Regions from separate parts of the Mus musculus genome. Here region 1 is linked to region 2. The links are chromatin contacts, called in public capture Hi-C maps. All regions are on one chromosome and are shown on one strand. The core of a region is the stretch at or near the end of the contact, and the rest is flanking DNA. Distances in the headings are between cores, read along the strand shown.

Region 1 (2,863 bases), core at 151-2,650, 300 kb before region 2:
AGTTATAGTTTTCTTTACAAAGCCATTTATATAATGTAAGCTGCAATTAGCATGGGACAGAGCGAGGAGATTTAGGCTGGGAAGTTCTTTTAACAAAAGATAGAAATTAGTGGAATAAGGAACAGTTAAATATCAGCTTCAGATAACTAGTTGAAAAGACCTTTTAAATCATTTACTAATAAAAAAAATAAAATAAAATACTTTTGCTTCAGACCTTGTTCAGCCCGAAGTATGGTCTTTTAAATCACTGCACTGATTAATCTTACTAATTTTAAATTATCCAGCAAGAATGGATCAGAGGGGTGAAAAAGCCCCCCACACCCCCCAATGAAAAGCACCACAGCTTTTAAGCCTGATAATTTCATCAAAATGTCCATAGGACTTACATAAAAAATTCAAACCATAATGAAATAAATTGCTACCTACATTATGAAAAGTCTGCAGAAGCTTTTTATAGACTTGAAATGCAGAAGTTATATAAACTGCGCAGTAAAAAGAATTAGAAATTGACCTTTACAGATCAAGGGCTAAAATTAACAGTCTTCAGGGGGAAAAAAAAATTCCCAGTTCACAATGGCTTTTAATGCCACTTTTCCTCCCCACACTCATTTATCTAATAACTGTGGCAAGGTTAGGATAAACAATGAGCTGTGTGTTTTCACATTATCCACCTTTTGTGTCGTCCATATGAATTTCTAAAACACTTAAGAGAATAGATACAGAAACCTGTGACCTTCAAATGAGCTTTTTGATACTCTCAACATTTTGAATAAAAAGATCAGAAAATGGAACCACTTTTACACAGTAATGAATTCTGATCTGTTGGGTAAACAAGGCTAAAATTTAAAACAGAGACCTGACATTTGTATAGCTCAAGAAGCCATTCTGTTCTTTTGGGGGTGGACAGAGGAGGGAGGCGACATTGTCAGGACTTTACTATCGTAGGCTAAATAATGACCAAATCTACAATTCACATTTAAAAAAAAGGGGGGGGGCAAGCGAGAAAGAGAGGGAAACCCACTTGGCCTCGTTCAACAGAGAGCCACCGTTTCCAAGACAGGGACAACAAAAATGCCCAATTTTTATGACAATTTTCCCCCACCTCTCGAACAATTGATCCACCTCACCAAAAAAAAAAAAAAAAAAAAAAAGGTTGGGGGAAGGCTGATGGAGGAGGTCCAGGCCGCCATTATGGAGCTGCCGCTTATTGACGGGAGCTCCAAGGGCCTCCAAAAGTTACTCCAATTTCCGTCGAGCTTTTGTGCATCCCTTGTCCTGTCTGAAAGGCTCAGTTAGGTATTGTTGCAAAAAAAGTCTGCATCCACATTTGTTCCCCTCTAATTCATACTCGGCATTGTGAAGTTTTGCTATTCAGGGTCTGATTGGACAACAGCCCTGACAATGGCCAAGCGATTAGTCGCTCAGCGTGGGCTGGGGTTGTGGGTATAAACCTAGGGATGGGGCTGGAATTCACTGGGGCCTTCGGCTTCCTCTGGGGCCTTCCTGAGAGGCCCGGCCTGCTTTGCTGCAGGTAATGCATTCCTTCAGAGCCGGGAAACCGAATCCTTGTAATTAGCGTGTCCAGGACAGGGCAAGTCGCCCCCGCCCTTGCACGTCGGCCCTTGGGGGGGCCCCCCGAAGCTTTCTAAGGAGCTCAGCCCCTGAAACACGCCAGCCTCGTCGAATTGAAAACTTTCTCGGTTGGCTCGGTGGGCCTGGAAATCAGGACACAGGGGAGGGGAGTCGAGAGAGCCGCGATCGGCGCACTTAACCCTTAGCACGCCGGGTGCCCGGCCGGCGGCCCCCCCTCAAACAATCCTTCCCCAACCTTGGACCGCGCGCCCCTGCGGGCGTCTTCACAGAGGGACGCCGGCGTCCGGGGCTCCGCCACCGCGCCTGATCGCCGCGTTAAGTGTACAGATGTCAGTCTGGTGTTTTACATGTCAGTAACTTGAATTCATTTACATTTATTTTCCTATTGTTTTATATCATTTTATGACAATGTGCTGCATAATATCGTTTAAATCTTTAATGTACAACTAATTCTCTGCCATTAATTTGTCAACATGATGACTGGATATGGCACCCGGAAAAGCAGGCTGCCTTGAAATATGGATAAGACATTTCTGGGGTTTTGTTGTTATTTTTTCATGAAGGTTTACGCATGAAACGACAAGAATTTAGCTTGCCCACGATCTTCTCAAAACTAATTTCAGTACGAGCTCCACTTACATTTTTAGGAATTCCAGCTATCGGTTGGGAAAGAGAGCCACAGAGAGCCTCCTCCTAGAATTAATTAGGCAGAGCTGTGGGCTCACTGGAGCAGCCGGAAATGAGCCAGGGCCCAACCCTAGCAGGACAAGGATACCCTAAGATGGTCTGGGACAGCGGGTACAGTCTGGCCAAGGCCCGGCCTGGTACCTGACAGCTGGTCCAGGACAGGAGAGAAAGAAAGCAGGCACCGGGCCAGGGATGAGACCCAGGACGCCTGCGGGCATCAACAGGGCTGGGGATGGGGGGAAAGGGTGAAGCAAAGGGTGTTGCACGTAGACCAAGCGTCTCTAGACAACCCTGGTTTGGGGGTACACCGCTCCCAGAAGTAATATCATCCGTTTGGCACAGGCTGTTCGAGTCAAACCTGGGAACGCTGGCCCTTCCTTCCACGCCCAGCAAAGACTGGTGCCCGGCAGCCACCAGCCAAACATTAACACCCAAACGCCTGCACCATGGCAATTAAAAAAGAAGGAGCGCCCCAAACCTTATTAAACATTCAAATAGAAAATTAAGATATTCTGGGCAAAAGAAGTGTTTAGACAAAGGCTGTCTGCTTCAATTTCCCCGTTAAGCAGGGAGCAGGCTGCTC
Region 2 (2,700 bases), core at 162-2,661:
ACATAATGTTCTAAAAGAGCACCACAAAGAAGAAACCACGGGGTTGTGCTGCGGCATGTTGGGTCTCCGGTGAGTGGGACATCTCTAAAGCACAGAGGAACGGTTGCAGATAGCCTAGGGAGCCCAGCTTCCAAAGACGGGCTTGGGGGTTAGCTATTTAAATACGCCCCCAACCCTGGCCAAAATCCATCAAGGACCAAAATTCATATTATTAAATTGTCATTATTCCTTCAAAAACATTTTTATCAATATTTACCATGAAAAGTATTCAAGTAAAAAGAAACTTACTTATACTCTTGCTCATAGTAGTTACTTTAAAAACCACTATTTTTCAAGTTGCAGACAATGCTACTTAATAACTATTTAGATGTAGCAGTTTAGAGCATGTGAGATTCTTAGGAAACGTCTTTGCTTTTATTACCATCCTTTTATACACGCTGGGTGGATAGGGCAGTAGAGCCTGATTCTGACTGGAACATCACCCTATGCTGTTCTGAGGCGTTGACTAACTGCTGCGGTCTATAGATGATAGGCAAGTTTAGGCATGTACCTTGTTCTTAAGGAATAACAATGTTTTACAACATGAAATCCCACATTCCCTTTATCTATCAGAACTAAACATATGCATTTCTGTGGATGTGGATAGTGCTCAGGAAGATGTATGTTTTCATTTGAAATAGTTCAATGCTATACTTACTTAATAGAAATAGATTCGCTCTAAGAACCTATAATTCTGCAAAGTTCAAAAAAAAATGTAGGTGACAGATTAAAAAAAAAAAAAATCAATGAGCTCCAAACAGTAACAGCTCGAGATACTCCCTTCAAAATGCACAAAGATGCTCATGAACTGCACACAACGGGCCACTGTTACCATCTCTACATGGTAGATGGCTGGAGGACGGACAGGCAGACAGATGGATAAATAAATAATGCCTAGTCTTTTCTAAATTAAAAAAAATAAAATCCTCAGATTTTCATATTAACTTGAATAAATTATCACATTAAGGTTTCTGGATGATTAATTTGAATAATAAGACAGTGGTTGCTACAGAATTTCTGGGAAAAAAAACATTTTCGAAGGTAGGCTTAATTCTATTTTGATTTGAATTAAAAAGACGAGTTCACTTAAGAATGTACCTCTATGAATTAAGACAATTACCAGGGAATACATTTTAGGTAGTCACTTTTACCATTAAAATGGACAAGCAGCCCACACTCCCCACACCTACAAGGCATTTCGGACAGGGGAAGCGTCTGTGTGTACCAAAAGGTATGCTGCTGCCGGCTATCAGAGGATCAGAAGCTGCCCCAGGCATTATTCAAAAACCCTTCTTTTTATAGACAGTTGCAAAATCAGTCTCTCAGAGGTGCTACGATTTGGTTCAAAGCCTCCTAGAAGGTGAATGGCGCTGTTAAACCATTAACCACTCAACTCCTGAGCACAGGGAAATTAGGCTCGCACAGACAGCAGCTAGGATTTCCTTCTCGGAGACCGCAGCAGCAGTCAAAATTAACAATGGATTATTCTTGTAATTAGGGCACGGGGAGGGGGGAAGAAAAGGGAGACAGAAGTTAGCAGCATAGCTTTCCCTTAGATAACCCAAAGACTCAGACTTTATAATACAAGACCACAAAAAAAAAAAAAAAAAAAAAAAAAAAGAAAAGAAAAAAAAGCAGTGGCTGTTAACACTTGTTTGGGGGCAGGATTTCAAATACAAAATGGAACTTACAAAAAGAAAAAAAAAGATAAGCTACTTAAACCTTAAAAGGGGAACTAAAAACTAATGGTAATTTTCTCATGTATCACATTTCAAAGAAGAGCCCTTACTGTATAAAGATCCCATGAGTTCATGACAGCTTTATTCTTGGAGCCACAGAGCCAGCTATTGTTATGCTCTGAAACTGTGGGAACTGCTGCCACCTGTCGGGCAGGATCTGCAATGGCAGTCTTTTACTCGGCGAGCTCCTCCACTGGGGACAGAAATGTCCTGAGCGTGTAAGCACTTTTCTAAACAGCAGGTGGCCTCACTTTGGCTACAGATTTACCTCAAAGACGTTGGTTTAAAAGCTTTTTCATGTTTTGTAAAATAAACTCCAACTTCCGCTTGAATCTAGCTGCTAGGTGATTTGTGATAGGGAGGATTTAAAAAAAAAAAAAAAAACACCTCCTTGAACTCTGCAAAATTCATGACGATAAACAACAGACTCACAAAGTCTAGCTCAAATTGCTAATCTGCTCTCACTCAGCCATTCTGCACCAACCAGACCAGAAAAGACAGGTATTCTGCAGAGACTCGCGGCAAGGGGCGGGAGCGGGAGTGGGGGTGCGGGGGCGGGGCCTGGTGGTGGGGAAGGTTTAGGAAAGTGCAAAATGCCAGTTACCCAAACTACCGCCTTTTTTCCAGAATTCATTCCTCTGGGATAGTGATGACAGAGTTGGCCTTTTCATGAGGTTTCTTGTAACTTTACACATCCTAAGAACAAGAGTATATACTTACTTACTGTATGGAACCGTAAACTCAAACCTTGAATAGTAGCAACACGGGTTGAAGATGCTGGCATAATTTTCTTTAAAAAGAAAAGGAGTTCACTTTTATCTTTTCATCGTAACCATCAAGTGACACTTCCCTTTGACTGTCTCCTGTGTCTACTAAAATAGCCAACAGTTTTGTAATTGTCAAAGATATAAAGCATTTTAAA

Evidence for each region. Capture Hi-C pulls out chosen DNA fragments and counts their contacts.
Region 1: a contact with region 2 is called in a capture Hi-C map of embryonic tail, with 4 times the contacts expected there. The contact joins two enhancer-like sites. A contact is called at or near these places in 1 of 39 promoter capture datasets (embryonic stem cells), 2 of 15 datasets of contacts at CTCF or cohesin (embryonic stem cells and stem cell-derived epiblast-like cells), 16 of 484 Hi-C or Micro-C datasets (the Ba/F3 cell line, the HL-1 cell line, cerebellar granule neurons and 6 more), 8 of 115 datasets of contacts at active chromatin or transcription factors (embryonic basal ganglia, embryonic forebrain, embryonic hindbrain and 5 more) and 1 of 9 other capture datasets (embryonic tail).

The regions. Positions count from the first base shown.
Region 1 is chr17:85,485,633-85,488,495 of GRCm38.p6, reverse strand. No RefSeq gene overlaps it. Among named protein-coding and RNA genes, the nearest start is that of Six3os1, 130 kb to the left of the region's middle. Within about 2 kb of position 1,400, at least 45 of the 459 cell types and tissues checked have an H3K27ac peak or open chromatin away from gene starts, as enhancers often do. A contact at or near this core is called in embryonic tail, where this site is marked.
Region 2 is chr17:85,188,997-85,191,696 of GRCm38.p6, reverse strand. All of the region lies in intron 3 of Camkmt (calmodulin-lysine N-methyltransferase), which reads right to left. Among named protein-coding and RNA genes, the nearest start is that of Gm36826, 32 kb to the right of the region's middle. Within about 2 kb of position 1,411, at least 23 of the 459 cell types and tissues checked have an H3K27ac peak or open chromatin away from gene starts, as enhancers often do. A contact at or near this core is called in embryonic tail, where this site is marked.